Regions from separate parts of the Zea mays genome. Here all the other regions are linked to region 1. Evidence: chromatin contacts called from public Hi-C data. All regions are on one chromosome and are shown on one strand. The core of a region is the stretch at or near the end of the contact, and the rest is flanking DNA. Distances in the headings are between cores, read along the strand shown.

The links. Hi-C and Micro-C count contacts between places; a contact is called where the count stands out from the background.
Region 2: a contact with region 1 is called in a Hi-C map of ear, with 2.7 times the contacts expected there. The contact joins the promoter of LOC100280270 here to the promoter of LOC100274308 in region 1. A contact is called at or near these places in 3 of 25 Hi-C or Micro-C datasets (ear, leaf and tassel).
Region 3: a Hi-C map of leaf shows a contact between it and region 1, with 2.8 times the contacts expected there. The contact joins the promoter of LOC542703 here to the promoter of LOC100274308 in region 1. A contact is called at or near these places in 7 of 25 Hi-C or Micro-C datasets (ear, endosperm, leaf and 2 more).

The regions. Positions count from the first base shown.
Region 1 is chr4:211,126,521-211,129,220 of Zm-B73-REFERENCE-NAM-5.0, reverse strand. It overlaps LOC100274308 (putative RING zinc finger domain superfamily protein), which reads right to left and starts at 1,353. Exons shown (of 15, transcript NM_001148671.2): 1 at 1,211-1,353; 2 at 952-1,108; 3 at 1-79. The coding sequence starts at 1,295.
Region 2 is chr4:210,994,255-210,996,954 of Zm-B73-REFERENCE-NAM-5.0, reverse strand. It overlaps LOC100280270 (Alkaline/neutral invertase CINV2), which reads left to right and starts at 1,284. Exons shown (of 5, transcript NM_001153198.1): 1 at 1,284-1,380; 2 at 1,519-1,912. The coding sequence starts at 1,547.
Region 3 is chr4:210,945,641-210,948,340 of Zm-B73-REFERENCE-NAM-5.0, reverse strand. It overlaps LOC542703 (calcium-dependent protein kinase 24), which reads left to right and starts at 1,359. Exons shown (of 8, transcript XM_008681406.4): 1 at 1,359-2,160; 2 at 2,258-2,700. The coding sequence starts at 2,324.

The DNA.
Region 1 (2,700 bases), core at 104-2,603:
AGAGACAATCTCACTGCCTGGTTTGATGTCTACGCATTCTTGTTCGACAATTCTTCCATCAACAATAATTGCATCCGAGCTTTATCAATGGAACAGGGAAGACATGAGAAGCATGTATCATCAGCAAGAATTCAACAAAACAAATAGTACAAAAAAATATCTCACAACAAAAATTGGGAGGCAAACAAAGGTGGGAAAAGTTAATTTTGTGAACCAACACATAAAGATAAAACAATTTTCATTTTTTGCAAGACATAGTCAATCAAATAGCTTAAAGAGAGTGCCAAGAATTAAGAGTCTGGGATTTGCCTACATCCCATTTGTGTTTGCAACATGCATTTCAAATTTTCCATTCTTGATTTTGCACAATCAGACACACCAAATGTATAGACAAACTGTTACAAATTGGCATCAACGTTTTATATGAAATGTAGCCAAATCCCACCACAGAAAAACTGAAGCTTGCCTGACTTCTCTTGCTAAATAAAGAGCATTCTCAAGAACTGAGTTTAGACTACAATACTACTACAACAATCTAGGAAGACAGAATCTGGAATAGATCGAGGATACTAAAAGTTGTGGATACCACTAATAAGTCGGCAAAAATGGAACAGACAACAATTTAGCCTTGCTATCACTACCATTGTACTTGTACCTCTTTCAAGGGACCTAAACCGGAGAACACTGGGGTATACAGGCAGGCACTAAAGGTAACGCGTCCATTCCAACATTTGAGCCGTGAGTACCAATTAAAAGAGGTGATGAACAGAGCTCACACAAAGTCCCCGTCAGTTTTCTCAAAATAGACGTCGCCCTTTTCGGACATTTTGTCACTCCCGGAGGAGACGCACTGTTAAAAAGTCTTACACGGCACGCCACCACAGTCAAAGGATCCACAGGAACACGAAAAAAGGCATGGACCCAAGTCCCCAAAGGCGCAGGATAGAGCACCTAAGGTTCCGAATAGTGGCGGACGACGCGTCCCCGGCATTCCGCCTGATCTCGCACCACGCGACCTCCTCCCCGCCGCAGGGCGGCGCAACGAGGGAGCAGACCACGGAGTCGTCTTCGGCCACCTCCACCGTCGGGCACGCGGAATCGGCGGGCACTGCCAATGAATGGGACAACCAAACAAGAGAAGAGAATCAAGAAGCCGTGCAGATGAAGGAACCCGTGGAGAACCGAGAAGGGGTGGGGGCAGCTGCCCTACCCAGCCTAGCCCATACGGTGGGGGAGGACGGGGAGGCGGCAGAGGGCTGAGGGGGTTTGGAGGTGGAGCACTCGCCGGCGTCCATGGTGCAGGGAGGCGAGGAGCGGCGTGCGTGCACGGTGTACGGCACACGGCTGCGTAGGGGGCAAGAAGGGGGCCTCTACTTCCTTCTGGGTTTTTGCGGTTTTGTTGCAGCGCCGTGGCCCGTGGGGCCCGCTTGGGACGTCGTGGTTCCCAACCATTTCCATGGGCCCGTGAGTGAATGGATAGGCCGACCGTTGTAATGGTCTGGGCCGGAAAAGTGACTACGGATGTTAATGGGCTGCTGAGCTTTTGAAGTTTGTCCCATTTAGCAGTAAGCTCGGTCCATGATGAAAAACGGACACACCGGCGATCGCGGGCGGCCGAAAATTAGTGCGCTATTTGCAAACGACATAGTTAATATGTACTAACTATTAAGACTGTAATGTAGATTGCCCTCGCCAAACAACTGCCCGCCCGATCCCGCCGCGACCCCCGCCCTCCGCCAACCGCCTGCTGCGACCCTCGCCCGTCGCCAACCGCACGCCGCCAGCCGCAAGGCGCGAACGCCCGACCGCCGCGACCGCTCCGCAAACGCCGCAAACAGCCATAACCGCGCTGGAGGCGAATCGAAAACCCCAAGAGACGGCGAAAGCGAGCGCGGGTAGCAACTGACCATAACCGCGCAGTGGCCCCAGCCGGAGTCGGGGGTTGGCGCGGCGGCAGGGCGGAGACATCAGGAGGCGGAGCGGTGGAGGACGCCGCTAGCCATGTGAGCACGGGGCAGGGCGTCGTGGTGTCCGGGCCTGGGGCATTCGAGGAAGGGGAGCTTGGTGCGGCAATGGTGCGTTCCAGGTTCTCGATCCAGTTGGAGGTTGAATTGGAGCAAAGGGTACACAGCTACGTATTAGCTCACAGACTAGCGCTATTTGGTTAAGCACCTGATCGCCCAGTGCCTGATATGTTTGTTCATAAATAGCCAGTAGCCGTCACCTGCAAGTACAGTACGGAAGTGCCAACCTGAACTTTACTTGAGCTTGATAAAAGCAAAACGCGCGGTTCCACTACCAAACTATGATGTGCATCTAGAGTTTAATCAGCTCTGCTCTACGTTTTTTTAGCTATGCTCTATGTTTTTTAGCCATACTTTTCAGCTCTGCTCTACGTTTTTTTAGCCAGATAGATATAGTTGCACAAACTCTGCTTCAGGAAAAAAAGGTAAAGTTGTAAGATCATCTAAAGGGTGCTCCAAAAACTCTAGGTTTTTATAAAACTGCTCAGCCGATGGAGTTTGTAGATCAAAGTTCATAAAGCAGTTCCAAACAGGCGTAAGGCTGCAGTTAATACTTGTTGCGCCGGTGGACCACCACGCACAATGAAAACATGCTTAGAATAAACATTACTCCTGCTTAGCATAAGTAGACTGAAAAGCCAAGGATCCACCTGATAAAAGCTCAGATATAACGAAT
Region 2 (2,700 bases), core at 35-2,534, 130 kb after region 1:
GTGTTACAAGTTGCAGTAGATTAGTGATACATAAAATCAATTATCACTCCTCATTCTAAAAATTTGAGATAGACTTATGTAAACCTTAGAAAGTGGTGGAATGTTAAATTCTAAAGGAGATACAAATGGGCCCTCAGGGTTTGATTTGGTGACAAGAAGATCACGAGGATTGGAGGGGATTGAGAGGGATCCCTCCGTGATCTCTGGTCACCAAATCACCCATGTATGAAATTTGTTACTAGCTAGAGTGTTATGCTACAGAAAAAGAAGTGCTTCGTGCATGTCTATATTCATGACAAGAAACTTTGTAGGTTGAGTCATAGTGTTTTGGTATTCAATGGTAAGGCTGGTGTCAATGGAGGCTATAGGCGGGGCGAGATGGACTTGATGTCGCTCGGCCGCAGGCAGGAGCGCGGGGCGACATTGCTCACGCCCGACGAGAGCGGGTGACGCGCTGGAGCGCGTTCTCGGACGAGAGGAGGGCAAGAGGGAGACGAGACACGGTCGACACGCTGGCCCGGGAGAGACATCGGGCGAGAGCGACAATCTAGCCGTTTTATTGTTTGGAGTCTAAAAAATTCAAAAAACTGCAAAAAAATCATTTTTTTTATCTCTAATACTTCTATAAATTTTCATGTGCTTTTCTTTTAATTATTATACACTTTGTATTTTTAATTTAATAAAAAAATGCGTTGTTCGATTTCTGAGTGTTAAAATAAATGTGCGTGAATTACTTAATTCTAAAATAGAAAAAACTGATGTTGCTATAGATTGAGGCTATATCCTGCTACAGGCTGTGCACTAGAATCGAGGGTAGAGTCGAGAGCTGACATGACAAAGGAGAGAGAGATAGTGCACTGGAATTAGCTTAAAATGACTCCTACATATAAGTTTTTATAATTAAGGAGGAGGAGATATAAAAAAAGATTATACCATTTTGGAAAGTTCATCGACGTGCAACATTGGACATCACCGATTTGCTTGGCTTTAATTCATATCAATTTCTACTATTTCTATATTGATATTGTCTCTATAGATTACAACTATAGCAATCCAAACAACTTTATTCAGAAGCCAACAGCTCTGACCTCTGATCGCTGTTCATCCAAAAACAAAGCAAACTCACCCCTTTACGTTGTTCTATTCTATTTCTATAAAGTAGTACAAGAGATTTTGCTTTATCAACGGGCCACAATTTCTTTCCAAATTTTTCGGAGGCCTGTCCACCACCGAACCACCACCCCGCGCGCCGAGCTCACCCCGATCCAGATCCACCAGTCGTCCCTCCGGTCTGCGACGGGCGCCCTCCTCCTCGTCCTCACGCGCCTCCGGAAGCCAGTGCCTGCGCAGTGAAGCATCCATCTGCCTCTCCTCTCGTCGGTAAGGACGACGGACGGAGCTGCTTTTTCCTATTTCATTTTCCGATTTCGAGGAGGCGGCGGAATAAACCTGCTGTTTTATTCGTCTGCCACTCCCACGATGAGCATATCCCTGAAATCTAAAATCTCTCCGCATTAGGATCCGGGGCCGGCCAGGCGGCGGCAGCATGAAGCGGGTGTCGTCGCACGTCTCCCTCGCCTCCGAGGCGGAGATCAACCTCGATCTGTCGCGCCTCATCATCGACAAGCCCAGGTTCACGCTGGAGCGGAAGCGCTCCTTCGACGAGCAGTCGTGGAGCGAGCTCTCTCACCGCCAGAACGACGGCTTCGACAGCGTGCTGCAGTCGCCGGCATTCCCCTCTGGTGTCTTTGACTCGCCCTTCTCCGTGGGCACGCATTTCGGGGGGCCGCACCCGCTGGTCAATGAGGCCTGGGAGGCGCTCAGGAAATCGGTCGTCTACTTCCGGGAACAGCCCGTCGGTACTATTGCTGCCGTAGACCATGCGTCGGAGGAAGTGCTCAACTATGATCAGGTATGCCAATCGGGCTTCACTGAACATCAAAAGTCTGTGGAAACTGGAAACAGAGGAATCTTTTTTTTCTTTTCTTTTGTTTTGAGCATTATGATTACTGCCGTGTTATTTACATATTACAACAAATAGTAGCACATAATTTGTCTACTTGGCTAGTATTTGTTGTAATATGTAAGCTGGCAAGTATAGTGATTTCCATTGCTCTTAGGATCTTATCGAATGTACTAGAGCTAGTTGGCTAAAAAATTGCTAGTGGAATTAGCTGGCCAAGGCTGTCTTCGGTGGATCCTATAAAATAGGGGACGTGATACTGTAGGTGACACTGTTTGACATTGTTTGCAGAGTGAAGTTTGAAATAGAGGATGTGATAGGGGAGCTGCTAGAGACGGCCTAACAAATAACTAGCTAACCATTAGCTAATTTGCTAAAAATAGCTAATAGTTGAATTATTAGTTAGACTGTTTGGATGTCTTCAACTAATTTTCATAGCTAACTATTATCTCTAGACTTTTAGTGCATTCAAACATGACCTTACCTGTATAGGAACTGGACAATGGAAACCGGCAAGTATTAATCAGTTTCTAGTAACTTGTATAGAAACTGATTAATATGTATACAAATACTTGTATAGAAACTGATTAATGCTAGAACTGGAAACAAGTACAGACTGAGCAATGGAAACTGGCTCTTACCTAGTCCTAGTGATTACCATTGCTCAGTTTCTATACTTGTTTCCACTATATATATTTTTTCTTTTCAGGCTATAATTTAATACACATATCATGATT
Region 3 (2,700 bases), core at 110-2,609, 180 kb after region 1:
TGCACCACCGGACATGAACAGTAGCTGTCCGGTGCCCGATCTCCTTCCATATTGGACGCACCCGACTGTTGGACCTTTGGTCCCGTTGGCGCACCGGATGTCCGGTGTGACCAACTGACCGTTGGCGCGGGCCACGCGTCGCCCGCTGATTTCGCTGCCGACCGTTGGCACGGGCGCCTTTGGCACATCGGACAGTCCGGTGCACACCGGACAGTCCGGTGAATTTTAGCCGCAGCGCCACTGTCTTTTTCTCGAGAGCGACGAGTTCGTCGCCGAGCCAGCCTAGGCACCGGACACTGTCCGGTGCACCACAGGCTGGTGCTAGTTTGGCTAAACTCAGCCAAATCTTCTCCAACTCAATTTCTTTTGATTTGACAAGATTCCTGGCACTTAGATAAATATGTTAGTAGCCAAAAACAATTTACTAAGGCTGAAGACATACCTTGTTCTTTGATTTGCATCTTAGTACTTATGAACCAACGTATTTTGTGTTGGATATCTAATCACCAAAACATTTTTAGAAATGGCCCAAGGGCACATTTCCCCTTCAATTTGTTTGATCACCGAGCTTGGGAGCTTGAGAGTGCATATATAGAAAGTAGGTAACGACGAGAACACTAAAAAATGACCATTTGTAATCTCCTAGCTTGTGATAGGAACACTAAGATTGATGATATGTGTCGTCAATCTTTTGTATCAATGAAAGGAAAGCTTTTAGGATTAATTTAACTAAACTCATGGGCAGCCCAAGATATATGATGGGGAAAGTTCCAATCTGGCAGTTGAAGGTTTTTTTTACAACAGTTCCATTTTCTGATTAGACACATTTACCAGGTAGATATTCGACTTGTGTTAATTGGAGTAGAGACCCATATAATCTACAAAAAATAGTTTAAAATAGCCTTGAGGACAAACAATTGTTTTGGGCATGCTTCCATAATATGGATGTCGTCGTCCGCATATTGAATAATTGAGAAGTTATGTCCACATCTTTGCTATACAAGTAGTCTAAGAAGGCTAAGGTCTTTTGCTTTGTTTATTATTGATTGTAACAAGTCAGTTGCTAGGATGAATAGAAGTGGTGAGAATGTTTATGATGACCACGTGTTTAAGTTTGTCAAACGCTTTTTCAAAGTCCAAATTTTAGGATGATCATTTCTTTTTTGGACTGTTTGCATAAATGTATGTATCCAAAAGAGCAAGCCACTCAATCCATAACGATTTATGTGAATGAGCTCACCCTCTACAGTTGGCCAACAGTTTGGTTAGAAGTTTCACGAGCGAATTCAAGAGTGAGATTATAATCACTACCTCAATAACAATAAAGGTGTCTTATTTCATAGGACAATGTGGGACCCATTTATGCTTTGCAAATCATACTGTTTCCAATAATTATAGTTGGTCACTATACACGGTTTTTAGCAGACATGGACTCTTGCGTATTTTCCAATTTACAAAAGGAAAAATATTAAAAAATAGTAATAAAAAAGGGAAAAAAAACAATGGAGACATCGTCGTCGTCTCCTTCCTCCCTCCTTCCTGGTCGCCCATGGATTATTCCATAGATACGACCTAGCTGCGCTGCTACAGCCCCCGCATTTCCCTTCCCCCAATCCTCTCCTCCACGAACACGCCCTCCCTTTTGCCCGTTCCCAGCCTCGAACGGCAAATCAAAAGGCAGATATATGAGCTCTTGGTCATCGTCTCCACGCCCCATTGGTAGCCGCCTCTGAAATTCCTATAAAAAAAGATATATGGGTGGAGCCATCACCCACGCCGCCAAGATCCTGTCTTCTTGCGCGGCCAGCTCGTAGCTCCACGCCGGATAGATAGAAGAGGCCAACCTTTCCTCCCCGCTTGCTCCCCTTTTCTTTCGGCAGGATTGCACATCTTCCCCCACGTGACACCTGAGAAAGTGAGAGCACAGATTTCTTCTTCCCCTTGCTGCTGCCGTTTCTCGTTTCCGTTCCTCTCTGCTCGTGGGTTTGTCATAGATAAACCTCGCATAAAGCTTCGTTCCCTCGGCTCTTGGTCCCAATCGGCAGGGCTCCTCCGCTTACCCGCTCCAATTTCTCCCCCCCCCCCCCCCCCCCCCCCCCCTGTTCTTCTGTCTCCAACCCGCGGGAATCCTTGAGGAGTTGCAGGAATTTGTAGCGAGAGGTGATTTTCTTTTTTTCCTTTTGACCGGTTCTTGATCGCCGTATCCCCAAATTTCTCACCTTTTCTCCGGGTTTTCCGGTTTTTTGTCCAAGAACAGGCTCCTTTCCTGCTGCGGAGGCCGTCGTACGGTTCTTGATCCGGGGAGCACACCTGGGGCGCGCCAATGCAGCCGGACCCGAGCGGGAACACCAATGCGAAGGCGAAGCTGCCGTTGATGGCTCCGGCGCCGTCGTCGGGGCGCCCGGCGTCCGTGCTGCCGTACAAGACGGCGAACGTGCGGGACCACTATCGCATCGGCAAGAAGCTGGGGCAGGGGCAGTTCGGCACCACGTACCACTGTGTGGGCAAGGCCGACGGCGCCGAGTACGCGTGCAAGTCCATTCCCAAGCGCAAGCTGCTGTGCCGGGAGGACTACGAGGACGTGTACCGCGAGATCCAGATCATGCACCACCTCTCCGAGCACCCCAACGTCGTCCGCATCCGCGGCGCCTATGAGGACGCGCTCTTCGTGCACATTGTCATGGAGCTATGCGCCGGCGG